Regions from separate parts of the Sus scrofa genome. Here regions 1, 3, 4 and 5 are each linked to region 2. A link is a contact called in public Hi-C and HiChIP or PLAC-seq data. All regions are on one chromosome and are shown on one strand. The core of a region is the stretch at or near the end of the contact, and the rest is flanking DNA. Distances in the headings are between cores, read along the strand shown.

What was found. A called contact is a pair of places that touch in the nucleus more often than the background predicts. HiChIP or PLAC-seq counts read pairs in DNA pulled down with a chosen protein or histone mark.
Region 1: a contact with region 2 is called in an H3K27ac HiChIP or PLAC-seq map of alveolar macrophages. The contact joins the promoter of TMEM79 here to the promoter of KIAA0907 in region 2. A contact is called at or near these places in 1 of 5 promoter capture datasets (fetal liver) and 2 of 2 datasets of contacts at active chromatin or transcription factors (alveolar macrophages and skeletal muscle).
Region 3: a contact with region 2 is called in a Hi-C map of liver, with 7 times the contacts expected there. The contact joins the promoter of CCT3 here to the promoter of KIAA0907 in region 2. A contact is called at or near these places in 1 of 5 promoter capture datasets (liver), 4 of 47 Hi-C or Micro-C datasets (embryonic fibroblasts, epiblast stem cells, liver and 1 more) and 2 of 2 datasets of contacts at active chromatin or transcription factors (alveolar macrophages and skeletal muscle).
Region 4: a contact with region 2 is called in a Hi-C map of liver, with 3 times the contacts expected there. The contact joins the promoter of FDPS here to the promoter of KIAA0907 in region 2. A contact is called at or near these places in 1 of 5 promoter capture datasets (liver) and 1 of 47 Hi-C or Micro-C datasets (liver).
Region 5: a contact with region 2 is called in a Hi-C map of liver, with 5 times the contacts expected there. The contact joins the promoter of SCAMP3 here to the promoter of KIAA0907 in region 2. A contact is called at or near these places in 1 of 5 promoter capture datasets (fetal liver), 1 of 47 Hi-C or Micro-C datasets (liver) and 1 of 2 datasets of contacts at active chromatin or transcription factors (alveolar macrophages).

The regions. Positions count from the first base shown.
Region 1 is chr4:93,767,167-93,770,162 of Sscrofa11.1, forward strand. TMEM79 (transmembrane protein 79) reads right to left here and starts at 1,674. Exons shown (of 4, transcript XM_001927978.5): 1 at 1,347-1,674; 2 at 1-296. The coding sequence starts at 253.
Region 2 is chr4:94,096,941-94,099,952 of Sscrofa11.1, forward strand. It overlaps KIAA0907 (UPF0469 protein KIAA0907 homolog), which reads left to right and starts at 1,271. Exons shown (of 15, transcript XM_001928648.6): 1 at 1,271-1,402; 2 at 1,905-2,121. The coding sequence starts at 1,365.
Region 3 is chr4:93,732,576-93,736,034 of Sscrofa11.1, forward strand. CCT3 (chaperonin containing TCP1 subunit 3) reads left to right here and starts at 1,392. Exons shown (of 14, transcript NM_001244180.1): 1 at 1,392-1,547. The coding sequence starts at 1,517. TSACC (TSSK6-activating co-chaperone protein) reads right to left here and starts at 2,454. Exons shown (of 4, transcript XM_013996980.2): 1 at 1,736-2,454; 2 at 178-237. The coding sequence starts at 214.
Region 4 is chr4:94,511,861-94,515,099 of Sscrofa11.1, forward strand. It overlaps FDPS (farnesyl diphosphate synthase), which reads right to left and starts at 1,834. Exons shown (of 10, transcript NM_001185131.1): 1 at 1,653-1,834; 2 at 1,413-1,575. The coding sequence starts at 1,834.
Region 5 is chr4:94,569,032-94,572,255 of Sscrofa11.1, forward strand. It overlaps SCAMP3 (secretory carrier membrane protein 3), which reads left to right and starts at 1,532. Exons shown (of 9, transcript NM_001185169.1): 1 at 1,532-1,814; 2 at 2,140-2,217; 3 at 3,142-3,224. The coding sequence starts at 1,749. CLK2 (dual specificity protein kinase CLK2) reads left to right here. Exons shown (of 12, transcript XM_021089727.1): 12 at 520-1,053. The coding sequence ends at 705.

The DNA of each region.
Region 1 (2,996 bases), core at 424-2,923, 330 kb before region 2:
TGGGCTGGGGGCCAGCCCCCCAGGGCAAGGTGGCAGCCTCACTTACTGTGCTATCTAGCCCATCCTCAGTCCCCTGTCCGGCTGTGGGAGACCCAGCTGAAGACCCCACTCTGGAGGACTCGGCTCTGGGAGACTCAGCTCCACCCTCCCCCTCTGTCTTCTCGCCATTGGGGACCAAGGCCTGGGGTGGGCTTTTCTCCAGGGCTGCAGGCCCCTTCACCTCCAGCAGGGCCATGGCCTCGGGTTCCGTCATCCTGGGGCCTCACTTCTGGGGTCTACCGTAAGGTCGTGTCACCCTGGAAGGAGCAGAGGGAAGCTCTGTCAGAAGCTGCTGCTCTTGGAGTTCCTGTAGTGGCTCAGTGGAAATGAATCCAACTAGTAACCATGAGGTTTCGAGTTCAATCCCCGACCTTGCTCAGTGGGTTAAGAATCTGGCGTTGCCACGAGCTGTGGTATAGGTTGCAGACGTGGCTTGGATCTGGCCTTGCTGTGGCTGTGCCATAGGCCAGCAGCTATAGCTCCGATTCCACCCCCAGCCTGGGAACCTCCACATGCCCCGTGTGCGGACCTAAAATAAAAAGGCCAAAAAAAAAAAAAAAAAAAAAAAAAAAGCTGCTGTTTTCTGGGTTGATAGAACCGAAGCTCAGCTGGTCTTACGGTGGGCTTTAGCCCCATCTGGGACCTTAGGGAGAACATGGTCCTTGTGTTGAAATAGAGTGAGGCAGGAGGGAAGTGAGCAGCTGAAATGGAGACACCCTTTCGACATCAAATGCTATTCACCAGGAGAGGGTGAGTCAGGGGGCACAGGCCCTGGCAGCTGTGGCCTCGCCTCCACCCACATCTCCTGCCCCTCTCCACCAAAACCCCTGGGGTCATGGCCACCCAAATGCAGGAATGAGAGGAAAAGGAGGTGTCTAGAAATTTGCCAAGGGCTTTCTTCTTGCTAAAGACCTTCTCGTGGACAGAGAAGCTTCCCTTTCACTTCCAAACCTTGCCTTCCCCTGAAGACCCCGGACTGGAACTCTCCTGGCAACTTATACCAACGATTTGCCAACAAATCTGTCCCAAGGAGCTGGCAGTAGCAGGGGACCCTGTTCTTTCGTCTCCAATCTGGATACTTGGTCGGTTTTCAAACTTCTCACCAACCCACTCCACATCTGAAGGGCCTGGGTCTGTCCATTTTGACCTCTAGGTCTAATCAAAGCTGTTTCCCATGCCTCCTCTCCTGTCTTTCTCCCCTCCCTGCCGTCCTCCATCTCACTGCTTCTGGATGAGGCTAACTTCCCTCCCTTCACTGCTCAAGGACCTCCGATCCCTTAATGTTTGGACCCGTGACACCCACTTACTTTCCATCTGGAGAGAGGTAGAGGGTCCCCAGCGTCCGGGAAGGAGCTGCCTAGCTCGCTGCTGGCTCTGCAAGTATTTCTCTCCGTCTCCCTCCCTTTACCTGGGTCTCCAAACCTGTCTGACCAGAGCAGGTGGGGCCCAGATTAAAGGGCAGGCCCCGCCCTGCTGAATCTGCCGACAGAAAAAGCCTTAGAGAAGGACGTCATGCTCTCTGAAAGTGGGGGTGCAGCTGAGCCTAGAGGTAAGTGTGTTCTAGGAACATGGGTTTTGTAGGAACTCCCAGCACAGGAAAGCAAAGGGGGAAGAATGGGTTTGTGCATCAGAAGGTGCTTGGGGAGTTCCTGTCATGGCTCAGTGGTTAATGAACCCTACTAGTATCCATGAGGATGCAGGTTCGATCCCTGGCCTTGCTCAGTGGGTTAAGGATCTGGCATTGCTGTGAGCAGTGGTGTAGGTCACAGACGCAGCTCGGATCCTGCTTTGCTGTGGCTGTGGTGTAGGATGACAGCTACAGCTCCAATTGGACCCTGGCCTGGGAACCTCCATATGCTGCGGTGTGGCCCTAAAAAGACAAAAGACCAAAAAAAAAAAAAGGATGTTGGAGTAGGTTGGAAAACACCCAAAAGAGAGGTGGAATTTCTACACTTATTCATTCAATATTTATTGAGCACCTGTTATTAGTTAGGCACTATTCTGGGCATAGACATAGGAAAGAACGAGATGACAGGCAAAGTCTCTGGACTTAAGGGGCTTGTTCTGTTGGGGTAGCAGATAATAAAGAAGCCTAGAAAATAAATCAATAAGACAATTTCAATAGGAAAATTTCTTTGCCAAAGTGATATTTGAGTTGAGACCTGCTGGGAATCAGGAGAATGGGTGTTTCAGGCAGAGGAACAACAAGTGAAAGGCCAATAAAAAGGAAAGACAGGTTGTTTCAGGAACATCTCCCTAAGCACCTTGCTTTTTAGGTTAGGTTTAAGGTTACAAAAACCGTGGCACAGTGGTTTAAGAACGTGACTGCAGTGGTTCTGGTCACATAGATCACAGCCATGGCTTGGATTGAATCTGTAGCCTGGAAACTTCCTTATGCTGAGAGTGTGGCCATTAAAAAAAAGACAGCAATAGGAATCCACAGTGATCTTTCCTATGGGAGGACCAGGGGGCAGAAATGTAAGGGTGTAACTTCTCATTCCTGTGGATCTTTTCCCCTTAAGTCATTAGAGCTTCGTAAGGGGAGGGACAATGTCTGAATTGCTCATCTCTGTGACTCCAAAATCCAGCACTGTGGCTGGAAGACAGCAGATGTTCAATAAATGTTTACTGGAACAGTAAGTGAGGAACATGCAAGTGGAAATCTTTGGGTTGGGGTCGGAAGCTGAAGGGCTGAGGTGTCTGTGTAAGAGTCTTATCTTGGAAGGCCTTGTCATACTCGGTTCTTTCCAAAAAAAATTTCACATACAAGTTTTTTGCTTGTTTAAATAATGGGGGAAAAGAGAGAATTAGAATCACTGTAACTAGTAACCTGAAAGAGGCTCGACTCAAATGGGGGCGACAGAAAAACGAACCAAATGACCACAGTCAGACAAGGCAAAGCCACACTCCTAGCTGTGAGCCCATCTGCTTAGGCTCAGCCCTCCTTAGAGTCCGCT
Region 2 (3,012 bases), core at 21-2,520:
AAAAAGGCACTATAGCAGGTGTTCCCATTGTGGCTCAGTGATAATGAACCTGACTAGTACCCATGAGGATGTGGGTTCAAGCCCTGGGTTAAATGTTCCCTCACTCAGAGGGTTAAAGATTTGGTGTTGCTGTCACTGTGATGTAGGTGGGCAGCTGTAGCTCCAATTCGACACCTAACCTGGGAACTTCCATATGCTACAGGTGTGGCCCAAATAAAGCTCACACACGCACACAAAACACTATAGCAAAGGAAAAAATAGATTCATGCAATAGAAAAGAATGCAGAAATAGATGTTTATATGGGACATTTATTTATTAAATGCTGAAGGGAAAACACTATAAATGTGGCTTTAAATTTTTTTTTTAGGGCCACAGGTGTGGCACATGGAAGTTCCCAGGATAGAAGTCAAACAGGAGCTGCAGCTGCCCTACACCACAGCCACAGCAACTTAAGTCCCTGAGCAGGACCAGGGATCCAACCTGCATCCTCATGGATACTAGTCAGGTTTTTAACCTACTGAGCCACAACGGGGACGCCTAAAAATGTGAATTTTAAATGAATTTGTATTCTGTTAATCCTGTCAGTACATAAACTTGTTTGCAAGAATAGCATTGTATTTTATTGATTCTATGTAGAGACTCCTTGGAGTTCCCATTTCATAACCTAGGCTGGGTCACTTCTTTAGCCCTCACTGGAAGGGCTCTGTGACTTTCAAATACTTGCGTGTTAGCTCCACCAAGTTGAGCATTTATCTTCTCCACCTTTGTTTATTATAACCTATTCTATGTAATACCCGGCGTGGCCACCACGCCACATTCTAAGTGTCAGAAAGGCAGGACCCCCTGCTCTTAAAACAGGGACAGGCGCGCAGAAATGAAAAGAAAAAAATCTTCAAATAATTTTTGGGATGAGTCCTTTCCTTTTCCCTAAGCAGGTAACTGAAACTTGAAGTTTGCAAAAGCCGCGGGAAAGCGCTGTCCCAGGTCAGCGGCTGGGACTCTACAAGAATGTGACTGAATTTGGGGAGAAACCTGTTTAATTTTCCTTACTCATGCGTGTTGTACTCTTGGCTAGCGACTTGCCCACAAGAAAGATGGATTCTTCTTGCCCCAATTCTTCCTTAATATGAGATTTAGCAGCCATCTTTCTCAAGGGAAAGCGCAAGCAGGAAGGCCACACCCCATCTGTTTCAAATAAGGCCAGAAGCCTTGACATCAACAGGAGTCCAATCGGAATAGACTTTTATACCGGAACCGCTTTGCCTCACGACCGGAAGAGGCTGTGCGTAAGGGCGTTGGGGGCGGAAGTGACGGGAAGGAGGTAGTGGGGTAGTTGGCGGGTGGTTGATCAGAGCCGGTCGCCATGTCCGCGGGGAGCGCGACACATCCTGGAGCTGGCGGGTAAAGCTTTTCTGGCGAGGGCATCGCAGCGAGCATGAGGCCCAGGAGAGGCGGAGGGATCATGGGAAGCAGCGTCTGGGTAGAGGGGCGCTTGGGTGGGAAGTGTATGTATTTGAGGGCCGGACTTTGGGGGCGAAGGATCGTGAGCAGGCCTGGGGCCCCAGAAAAAGGCCAGCGGGGATCAGAGAAAGGAGAAAAGCAGGGACTTTGGGAATGACGAGCCAAAAGGGAAGGTGAGAACGAAGGGTTGTAGGACACCAGAATCTTTTAATAGGGATGACGGAGTAGAAAGGAAGTAGATTCAGGAAAAGGGTTGAAAGAAGTGAGGATTTGGGGAAATATTGCAGTGGTTGTCTGTTTAAGGAGAGATGGTAATTTTAGCTCTGATAGTAGATTCGAAAGTGTAAAGGGAGCCTGATAGCGGGAAAATGGGGTACTAAGGTGTAGTAAGGGGAGAAAAATAGTAAAAACTTTGTGGCCTAATATTTTCCTCTTCCTGTAGGCGCCGCAGCAAATGGGACCAACCAGCTCCAGCCCCCCTTCTCTTCCTGCCACCAGCAGCCCCAGGTGGGGAGGTTACCAGCAGTGGGGGAAGCCCTGGGGGCTCCACAGCTGCTCCCTCTGGAGCCTTGGACGCTGCTGCTGCTGTGGCTGCTAAGATCAATGCCATGCTTATGGCCAAAGGAAAGCTTAAACCAACTCAGAATGCTGCTGAGAAGGTATTTGAAGTTGAGGGGATTCTGCTGATTGCAGTTTGTAATCTTGTAATCTCACAATCATTTGTCTTAAGGAGACACTCTCGGGGGTGGGGGTACAGTAATTTAGTTTTTTTTTTTTTTTTTCTTTTTAGAGCTGCAGGAGCGGCATATGGAGGTTACCAGGCCAGGGGTCAAATCAGAGCTGCAGCTGCTATGCCACAGCCACACCAGATCTGAGCCCCCTGTCTGCAACCTACACTACAGCTCACGGCAACACCAGATTCTTAACCCACTGAGCAAGGCCAGGGATCTAACCTGCATCCTCATGGATGTTAGATTCGTTTCTGCTGAGCCAGGATGGGAACTCCTAGGAGGCAATTTTGCTTGGGCTAAGTTACATTTATGGACCAAATAACTTGTTTTGTCTGTGTTCCCTTAGTTCAGCCCTAGTTCTGTCTACATGATCATTTAAAGCAGTGATGTAATAGGTTTTTTGATACATGTGCATTTCCCCTGAAGTCAAAAGAGAAAATCAGATAAATCGTGGTGAGCTTTAAAATATCTCTAATTAAATCTATAGATTTAGGAGTACTCCTGTGGTGCAGCTGGTTAAGGATTCAGCATTGTCACTGCAGTGGCTTGGGTCACCGCTGTGGTGCAGATTAGATCCCTGGCTCAGAAACTTTCATATGCCTCAGGTGCGGCCAAAAAAAAAAAAAAAAATCTGTAGATTCACATTTCTAATGACTGCCTAATTAAAGTGCTGTTGGACATGAACTAAAATGAGTAATTTATATATATATATATATGTCTTTTGCTGTTTTAATGCAAATTGAGGAAATCAGAATACCTAGGTTATATACTCCCTATTATAATTAGAATCTTACAACTAATATGGGTCTGAACTTTGAA
Region 3 (3,459 bases), core at 142-2,641, 360 kb before region 2:
GTGACCTACATCACAGCTCACGGCAACACCGGATGCTTAACCCACTGAGCAAGGCCAGGGATCGAACCTGTGTCCTCATGGATACTAATCAGATTTGTTCGTTTCTGCTGAGCCACGACGGGAACTCCAATCAAAGTCTGGTTTTAAGGGAAAGGAAGCAGGGCCTCTGACACACACCTCTTCTGTTAGTAGGATGACTAGAATGCTGCTCCATCTGAACACCTACAGGTGTGGTGCCTGGGAAAGAATCACAACATCACATGACCAACAACCCATGCTATTATTTTACTATTAACAATTTCATATAAGTTCTCCCCAGCACATATCAGGCTGCTCCAGTTTGGGAAGGAAAAAGTATGAAAGGGTGTGTACTGTTCTATTTTATGGCCAAACATAAGTAACTGTTCTTGAATTGTTCGTGCTCTCATCCTTTCACTAAAAAACAAAACAAAACAAAAAACTGTTTCTAGTAATGTTTCTTTTCTCTGGACAAAACAGTACTTTAACTACGCCCAAACTTTAAGCGTCTCCTAAAAATGTGGGCAAATACTGTGTTCTCCCCTAGTTTTGATTTCTGCGGGATCAGCCCTTTTCCTATCCTGTAAGGTAACTTAAAAACTCTGGTTCTCCAACATCTCTAATGGACCAGTAGCTGAGGGCATGAGGAGGGCAGGGGAAAGAATGGACACGGATAAAGAAAATCTGAGAGCACTAGAGGAAAACACTTGAGAAAATGTTTTACATAGGATAACTCGAGGGGTCGGTAAGCCAGCACTCTCAGGTACCATTCACGGCCTCAATAGATAGTATTTGCCTAAGAGGGAAAGGTCCATGCATAGGAACGAGTCAGAGGCAGTAAACCACAACTCCCAGCGTGCCCAGAAGGCTAGTTACCGCCCAGCTCAGTCTGATCGGACTACAACTCCCATTCCACCCCGCATCAAAGGGGCCAGGTGTTCTCTCAACTGCCGGTTTAGGTCCCGCCCCTTCTAGTCCTCCCCGTAGCCAAAGCTGGAACGAAAGCATGGAAACTGTCAAGTCATTCTCCACCTTGGCGTCCGAAAGGAGTCGAGACGCATGAGTTTAATGACCTCACCTGCGGTGTTAATGGAAAGCCTCTACCCCAGCACCCACCCTTATAGTTGACACACATGCGCAGTGGCGTTCCGGCCAACTACCCGATCCTTGGCGCTTGCGCCAAGGTTCGCGCCGCACGCGGCCGGGAGCGGCCACCCCATTGCGCAAGCGCCTCTGCCCTCTCATTGCCATCACCGTGCTCTCTCTACCTAGCTTGCCCCGCGTTCTTGCGTAGGGGGCGGGGCTAAGAATGTCAATTGGCCTGTTTCCGTGCCGGTCAGTGAGATGGGTGCGGTGATTGGGGGCGCCCGGGAGGGTAGCGGGGTTGGGTGTAAGCCCTGAGGAGGCAGCGTTTTCTGGGCTTCTCGCTGGTTCTCTCTCTCCAGAAGGTTCTGCCGGTTCCCCCTGCTTTGGGTACCCGGCTCTGCATCGCGCCGCCATGATGGGCCATCGTCCGGTGCTCGTGCTTAGTGAGTTTTGGGAAAGCTGGGGAAGGGACCCCCTCTTCATCTCCCTCTTTCGGCACTTTACAGCCTTGCCTCAGCCCAGTCCCGCCCTGGTCCGGCCCCTGAGCCTTCCAGTCGTTCATTTTGGAAGCCCCTTCTGCTTTCCTGTCTACCCTTAACGTATTCCCATGTCTACACAAACGCAAACTGACCTTTCTCTCTCGAGCCTCATTTTTCCGGGCTCTGGCCTCGGGAAGATGCTTCCCACTCGGCATTCTGTTCTTCACCTCCAACCCCCGCCCTTGCAACCTTCTTTGAGTGATTTTCAGTGTGCAGTTTTGTGACTAACGGCTTTTAAGTTTGGCCTAGCATTTTAACCTTGGCCCATCCCTTAGTAGTGGTGTGGCGTCAGCCACGTTGTTTGATTGAAACGTTTCCATCTTTATTATTAGGATTAACTATTTTCCCGTAAGATTGTGACTCAAGTGAGATAAGTAGAGACAATTGCTTAAAAGAGCGAGTGGTAGCCTTGGTTATTTGTATTTTCAGTAATTGTCCTCTTGAATTTCCATTCTGCAACTTCTGTTCCTCAAGTAACCCTACCTTCCTCACTGGTTTATCTTAGATGTAGTTATTCCCTTGATATCCCCTCCGTGGTAATCTTTCCCACTTACCAACTGAGTTTTCCCACATTTTTCCATTGGGTCTCTTTACCTATGGGGAATGAGTCGCATTTCTGTTGTCTTCCTCGGGTATGTTTCTGTTCTGTGTAATCTCAGCCTTATTAGTCATTTTCCGTCCCTCTCTTATGCGTGTAGAATGCTATCGATTTTCTGTATACCTGGAAAATAACTGTTTGCAAACAAGAATCCACTTAACCCAGAAAAAAAAACCAATTTTTTTCTGATGAATCCAATCAGAAAGGTCCATGCAGGATTTTGGTTATCAGTGCCTGAAATAGGAATCTAAATCCTGAGAACTGTGAATGAATGTTTAGGTTTGATGGGTGGGAAATTTTACAACAAACTGTAGGGAAGTATAATTTGGAGAGAGGAGTGAAATAAACATTCTTTTGATTCAGGTATAGCCATTGAGAGGGCCCTAAGGTGAGTAGTGCGTTGTTCAGCTCTTTTGAGGTCGGAGTTAATCCCTTGCATTAGCGGCCCTAACCTATTAGACTTCCTATTAAAACATGTAGGTCACACTTACTGATGGTCAGTGGGTTCCTGAGGCATTCTGGTTATGTCCAAGCATGAAGTGATTGTATCTCGCAAACCCAGATGCTTTTGAGTGTGTGTTCTCATTCCATAGCACACAGGGGAGAAGGGGGGAGGAACTATTTAATAATTACGCTGGGAATGTCAGTATGATTCTGTGTACCCAATTATGAGGACATGAATCCCCCAAGTTTTCCTTTTTACATAAGGGAGTGATTGATGCTTTTTTAGGGTCACCAGGTCTTTAAAAATCTGATGGATCTTAGGTTATGAATCCTTGTTATACATACATGAATATTTGATTAGAGAGAAAGTGATGACTAAGATTCCAAAGTTGAAGCTTTATGAATTGTTTCTTAGTATACCAGGAGTTGAAGTAAAGAAAGAAATAAGTATGTATGTTTACTTATTAACAGCTCGTTGAGGTGCAATTGATATACAAAAAGTTGCACATATTTGAAGAGTATAAGTTGGTAAGCTTTGATCAGTGTATACATCTGGGAAACCAGTATGTGTTTTTGTTTTTTTTTTTTTTTTTTGTTTGCTTCTTAGGGCCAAACCCGCGGCATATAGACGTTCCCAGGCTAGGGGTCCAATCCGAGCTGCAGCTGCTGGCCTAGGCCACAGCCACAGCAATGTGGGATCCAAGCCTCATCTTCGACCTACACCACAGCTCACTGCAACGCCAGATCCTTAACCCACTGAGCAAGGCCAGGGAT
Region 4 (3,239 bases), core at 584-3,083, 420 kb after region 2:
TATAGCCACCGGCCTATGCCACAGCCACAGCAACACCGGGATCCAAGCCATGTCTTCGACCTACACCCAGCTCACGGCAACGCCAGATCCTTAACCCACTGAGCAAGGCCAGGGATCGAACCCACAACCTCATGGTTCCTAGTCGGATTCATTAACCACTGAGCCACGATGAGAACACCAACCAGCCCTAACTTCATCCTCAACCCCACACCCTCCTCCAGACAGCCTCTGGAATTGCTACTCAGCTTCTTCCTTCAAGTCCTGGAGCACAGAGGGAAGTTCCCCAGGCCCCAGGCACTCTCTGCGTTGTCTTCCTCAGTACATTTAAAGCCTCCATAGTGGAGATTAAAATCTGCTCCCAAACCCGGGGAGAACTCTGTCCATGCAGAGAATGTACATAGGAATGGCTGGTGTGTTTGGGTCTCCTCCAATTCTCCTACGCTTCCCCTTCACAGTCCATTCCTCCTTTCCCAGCCCCCTCCTCCTACCCACAGTTCAACCTATCTGCAAATGAAAAGCCTCTCTCACTTTATTAAAGCCCCCCCACCCACCCACCCAAAGTCGGCCAGAGGAAATCTTGGAGGAGACCATAGGGTGGAGGACCCGTCCCCCACTCCTCCAATGGCATGTCCTGCTGGGACCTCTGTGCCGTTGGCTGCCCTTAGATCTAATTCACTGGGAAGACTTCCCTTTTAATCTCCATCCCAGTGTAGACACACCCCCTTCTCCTTAGTTCCCCTCAGACAAATGAGAGAGCATTTATAGTAAGAATTACTAGATACTCTAAAAGAATAAAAGAATTAGGAGTTCCCATTGTGGCTTAGCAGTAATGCACGCAAACTAGTATCCATGAGGACACAGGTTCAATCCCTGGCCTTGCTCAGTGGGTTAAGGATCAGGTGCTGCCATGAGCTGTGGTGTAAGTCAGACATGGCTAGGATCAGGTGTTGCTGTGGTTGCAGCTCTAATAAGACCCCTAACCTGGGAACTTCCATATGCCACACTTGTGGCCCTTTAAAAAAAAAAAAAAAAAAGGAATAAAACAATAAGGCAACTTAAGTATCTCAGCAATAGTTCTTGTCCTAGAGCAGGAGTTTCTGATGCACTAGCTTCACCCAAGCCCATCTCAGACTGCCTTCCTCCCAGGTCCCTGCCAAGGTAGCCCCTCATTATTTCTGGATGCCTAATGCCTCACCCCCAGGGCCCTCCACCCTTATTCAAAGCAGTGCGGATGGCCCAAAAGAACCACCAGGCAGGACTACTGGGCTAAGTATACCTGCACCTCCAGAGGGCACCCAGAAACGCTCAGGTAAAACCCTGCTCCCACCCCTGCCAAAAGTCCCCCAAAAGCCAGAGCTGGATCCCACACATGCAGAGAGAGCAAAGACTCTCTCCAGTCATAAATCCCTCACCTCCTTGAGTCGGGCAACAGCATCTCCTATCTCTGGGTGCCCGATGTCCTCCTCAGTCAGCACCTTGACGATCTGGGAGAAGTGCTGGATGAAATCCTGCCTTTCTCGGGCATAAGCGTCCAATTTCTGGTCTCCGTTCATTCTGAGGGAGGAGTAAAATGCTCTGAGGAGAGGGAGGACAAGTCAGAAACCTGAACAGCTGCTCCCCTCCCCAAGGCCCCTCACCCCCACCAAACTCACCGAGGCTCCTCTGTCCACGCTTGGCACCAGCAGCGAGCACTGTGCCATGCCCCCAGGACTGGGCACCCGTGCACCAGGGAGGGCCGCCGTAGGGGACCCAGCCACCTCTCCCGGGGCACCCAGCAGGGGGCTGGCAGCAAGAAGAGCCCCACAGATCTCAGCCAGCGGGACAGGGGCAGCATGGGGGGTGGTACAGGGAAGGGGCACTGAGCACTCCCTGCAGGAGCAAGCACCAAAGGCAGATGCACGTTGGCAGCTCCCCAGGTCACCTCCCCGAACTTTTACCTCCATAGCCAGAAGGCCCCACTTTCTCCTGGTATGAGATTGAGGGCATTTACAGGGAAAAAAAAAAATGTGGGGAACAAAAAGTACAGCTGGGTGACTGAGAATAAACTAACTGCACTTAAAATATGATGGCTAGAACTTGGAGTTTCCTGGTGGCCTAGTGGTTAAGGACCCAGTCTTGTCACTGTTGTGGGCAGGTTGGATCCCTGGCCTAGGAACTTCCACATGCCATAGGTGTCGCCAAAAAGAAAAAAAAGGTGACTAAAACTTATTGCCACCTAACTTTATCCTTTTCAACCATCAATGCCTCCCCTCCAGGGATTCTCTGGAATTGCTACACCCCTGGCTGCTTCCCAAGTCCTGGAGTACAGAGAGAAGAGTCTAGAGTAAAGGAATTCAGAACTGGGGGCTAGGAAGACCCTTAAATCAACCTATTTTATATAAGTCAAGCTGAGCCTCTAGGAGGTAGGAAGATACCTAGGACGTGGGTACCAAACCTAGAATCCAGGTCTTCCCAGTAGCCAGAAAGAGGGGTACAGAGTCTGTGAGATGAAGAGACATGAAACAGGAACCCCTGGGTGCTATGGACATGTGGTCTGAGGCTCTGGGACTGGGTGTCCTAAGCCTTTACAGACTAGAACTATGCAGACAACCTCAGAACAACAGTGGGCAGGTGGGGAGAGTTCGCAGTAGAAGAGCAAACCAATGTGCAGTTACACTGAGGGTTCCAGGAAAGCACAGGACAGGGATGGGAGTTTTTCACATCCATGAGGTTAGCCAGTCGGTCCCACCAACCCCCAAAGCGGGGGAACTCCAGCACAACGTACTGGTCCTCCTGTGCCTCAAAGTATCACTACAGAAGTAAGGCTGAGTTTCTAACCCGTGCCTCCACTCCCTGCCCGAGACCTCTCTCACCTGTTCCTGGATGCCGGTTGTGGATCCAGAGAATTGCTGGGGTATGCCTAAAAACCGGACTCCTCAACGCTCAGCTCTCTGGGACTAGTAGTTCTCCATCTCTTTTCGCTATAGGCAGAAAGGCCCAGTAAACTACAATTCCCGGCATGCCACGGGAGGGACAACTACAACGCAATCTAGCGTGTACTGGCAGGGTGGAGACGAGCCACTCTGATTGGATGTTTTCCCTCGTATGAGTATGAGGCCCTGTAACCCACAGCCAATGGAAGTGCAGCACCCCGGGGCCCACAGCTAGAAGGAGGTAGAGTGGGCCAAGATTAGAGGCTGCTGTGGCAAATGGGAAGCAGGCTGGGAGTTTCCTACGCTCCCAGCTGTTGCCTTTACTAC
Region 5 (3,224 bases), core at 282-2,781, 470 kb after region 2:
AATAAATAGTGCCCACCACCCAGAGGTCACTTCCTTCTTAAGGTGTTTTGCCCCTGGAATGCATTTTACAAGCAGAGAGTTAGCAAAGTAGGGGAGGAAAACTGAAAGAAGACATCTTTTGTTGATAGAAGAGAGATGAGGGAGTGGTTTTATGGAGGGAATGAGGTTAGACAGCCATGTTTGAGCCAACCAGAGATGAAAGCAATGTCCTGGATTCTTTAGGTCAGACAGAAAAGCATAAACTACCTTTGAAGAGCTTACTTTTTAATGAGGAGCTAAAGAAGATTCCTGAAGTTGACAAGGATATACAAGTAGAACTTTCAAAAAGTATGAAGGAATAATGGTGCTAGTGGGAAGGTAGAACATCAGAAATGGTTACAGTGTGGTCATGGTTAGGTAGCATTCGTAACGGTTGTCCGCAGAGCCTTGGTCCTCCAGGATTGGAAGCCAGGGCCTTGAAGAAGAAGGCAGGGTTTGTAAGGCATCGTGCCTCACCTTTTTCCTGCCCTCCACCACCAGCGGTATCTGACCTCAGAGGCAGAAGAACACCACCAGCTCTTCGATCTGATTGAAAGCATGCTAGAATATGAACCTGCTAAGCGGCTGACCTTGGGTGAAGCCCTTCAGCACCCTTTCTTCGCCCGCCTTCGGGCTGAGCCACCTAACGCCAAGTTGTGGGACTCCAGTCGGGATATCAGTCGGTGACGATCAGGCCCTGGGCCCCCCTGCGTTTCTGACAGCAGTGGGTGTCCAGTCCAGGACACTGGTGCTTTTTTATACAAGAGAACAGAACCGGAGCCCACTCCTTCCTCCTGGCTCCGTGTGTACCTGTGAATATGTGAAATAGTGTAAATATGAAAGAACTTAATACCTATTGCTTCAACCCCTGCCTTGTACATAATGCTGTCCCATCTCACACTCTTCCCGCCCTCACCTGCCCCTTCACAGTTGAGTTGGATGGGGGCAGAATGAGGTAACCAGGTGGCATCAATCCCATGTTTTATAAGGAATTTTGTACAGTCTTTGTGAAATAAAATGACGTGCTTCATCGGACCCCCCTCCCTGGAGTTTGAGGTTTGGGGGGATGCTGGGGTGGAGGGATTGTCAACAAAGGGAGTCCCATCTTACCCTGCGACATTAATCATAGGCTGCCAGTTTATCTGCCCAGTCTGTCTCAGGAGAGTAGTAATGAGTAAGGTAAGATTTCTTGGTTAGAATGAAGGGCTAATGAAGCACTTTGATCTGGAATGACGAGTTGGGAAAGAAGTTCCGATTACTATAGCTGTTAGGCCGGGCCCCAGGATAGAGCCAGAAATCCAGATTTAAAACTTACTCAATAGAGCTCCTGGCAGGCGGCCGCCGCCACCTCCACCACCACCGGCGGGTAGGTCTCCCGTCGCAACTCTCCCAAGGCTAGGATAGACTCAGGTTCTGACGCTAGGCCCGCTGGGAGGTGTAGTTCATTAGTTGAGGGACGTCACATGACGTAGGGGCGGTACTTGGCTACCGGCAACGAGAGTTGTCACGTGGGGCACTTCCTTCTTTGCTTTTAGCCGAGACGCAGGCGCAACTCGCGGCTGCTGCGGGGATCCTTGTGACCCTTCCGGTCGGTACAGCCAATCCGTGCACAGAGAAGCGGGGCGGACCGAGAGGAGCGGAGCGGAGGGAGCTCTTGAGAGCCACGGCCGCCGCCACTGCCGCGGCAGGGGCGTGGAGGGCAGGGGGCGGCCCGGGCCGCGGTTGCAAACATGGCTCAAAGCAGAGATGGTGGAAACCCCTTCGCCGAGCCCGGCGAGCTTGACAACCCCTTTCAGGTGACTTGCGCCGGCCTCCTTGGGGCATCCTGGGGGACTTCTCGGTTCTAGAGGGTCGGGCTAACTTGTATTCCCATTCTTGACATTTGATCTGAGCAAGGGCCGCCACGTGGGAGTGACGATCAGTGAGCACCTGGGGGGCGGGCCCTGCCCCCGATAAGGAGCTGGTACTGGCAGTGTGGGGTGAAGGATTGGGAGCAGATACTGGGACAACAACGTGGCCTCCAAGCTGCAGTCCTTGCAGCCACAGGCAATTGAGAAGAGGCTCCTGTGAGTTCCTCCAGAGGCACCAGGTGCCAGCTGAGCCCCAGATCTCTGCCCACAGGACCCAGCTGTGATCCAGCACCGACCCAGCCCGCAGTATGCCACGCTTGACGTCTACAACCCTTTTGAGACCCGGGAGGTGAGATTCTGAAGAGCACAGGAGGGCCAGGAAGATTAGGGTATGCCAACAAGTCCACTCTGTTGGGGTACAGTGGACTTGTTTGCACGCGAAGGAAGGAAGAAGCAGGGTGATCTTAGCTCCCTGAGAAGCCAGTCTTCCATGGGATGTCTGAACCTTCTAAAGACACCAAGACCAAAGATCCATGTGGTTTGAGCTCTAAATATCGGTCCTGGGAGAAAGAACCTGGAGTCTCTTAGTGCCTGAACCAAGGCTCTGTCTAGGGAGGCTTCTTTAGAGATGAAAAGGGATGGGGCTGTTTGGAGTTGAGGAGAAAACGATCTATGCTTAGGTGTACAATTCGAAAGCAAGAAACGAAAGTGACTAGACCTGTTTATCTCGTGGGAATGGAAAATGCTAAGAGTTTTCAGAAGTTAAGGAGGTAGCTGGAGCTCTCCCGTGCTGCAGCTGCAGCAGGTTAAGGATCTGGTGTTGTCACTGCAGCAGCTCAGGGCAGTTTTTTTGTTTTGTTTTGTTTTGTTTTTTTTGTCTTTTTGCCATTTCTTTGGCCGCTCCCACGGCATATGGAGGTTCCCAGGCTAGGGGTCTAATCGGAGCTGTAGCCGCCAGCCTATGCCAGAGCCACAGCCAACAGAGGATCCGAGCTGCATCGCTTAGGTCCATTTTAAGGAGGTAGGTCCAGTAGATGAATGCTTTGAGTTCTGGCTGAGGAACTAGATGCGACTCCAGGTCATAGTAGCCCTCATCACCCCTCACATCACAGTCCTCTGATATAAATGCAAGAACTAGCTTTCTAACAACGGGGGGCGGGGGGAGCTGCTGCCTTAGGTAATGAGTTCTAGGTCTAGAGATATTCAAGCAGACTCTAGATTCCTGTGTTATGAGGGACTAGATGATTGCTAAGGTCTTTTCCAAACTCAACAGCCACCACCAAGCTATGAGGCTCCTGCCCCTGTTCCAGTTGCACCACCCTCAGCCGCCCCCTTGCAGTCCTCGAGAAAGCTCAG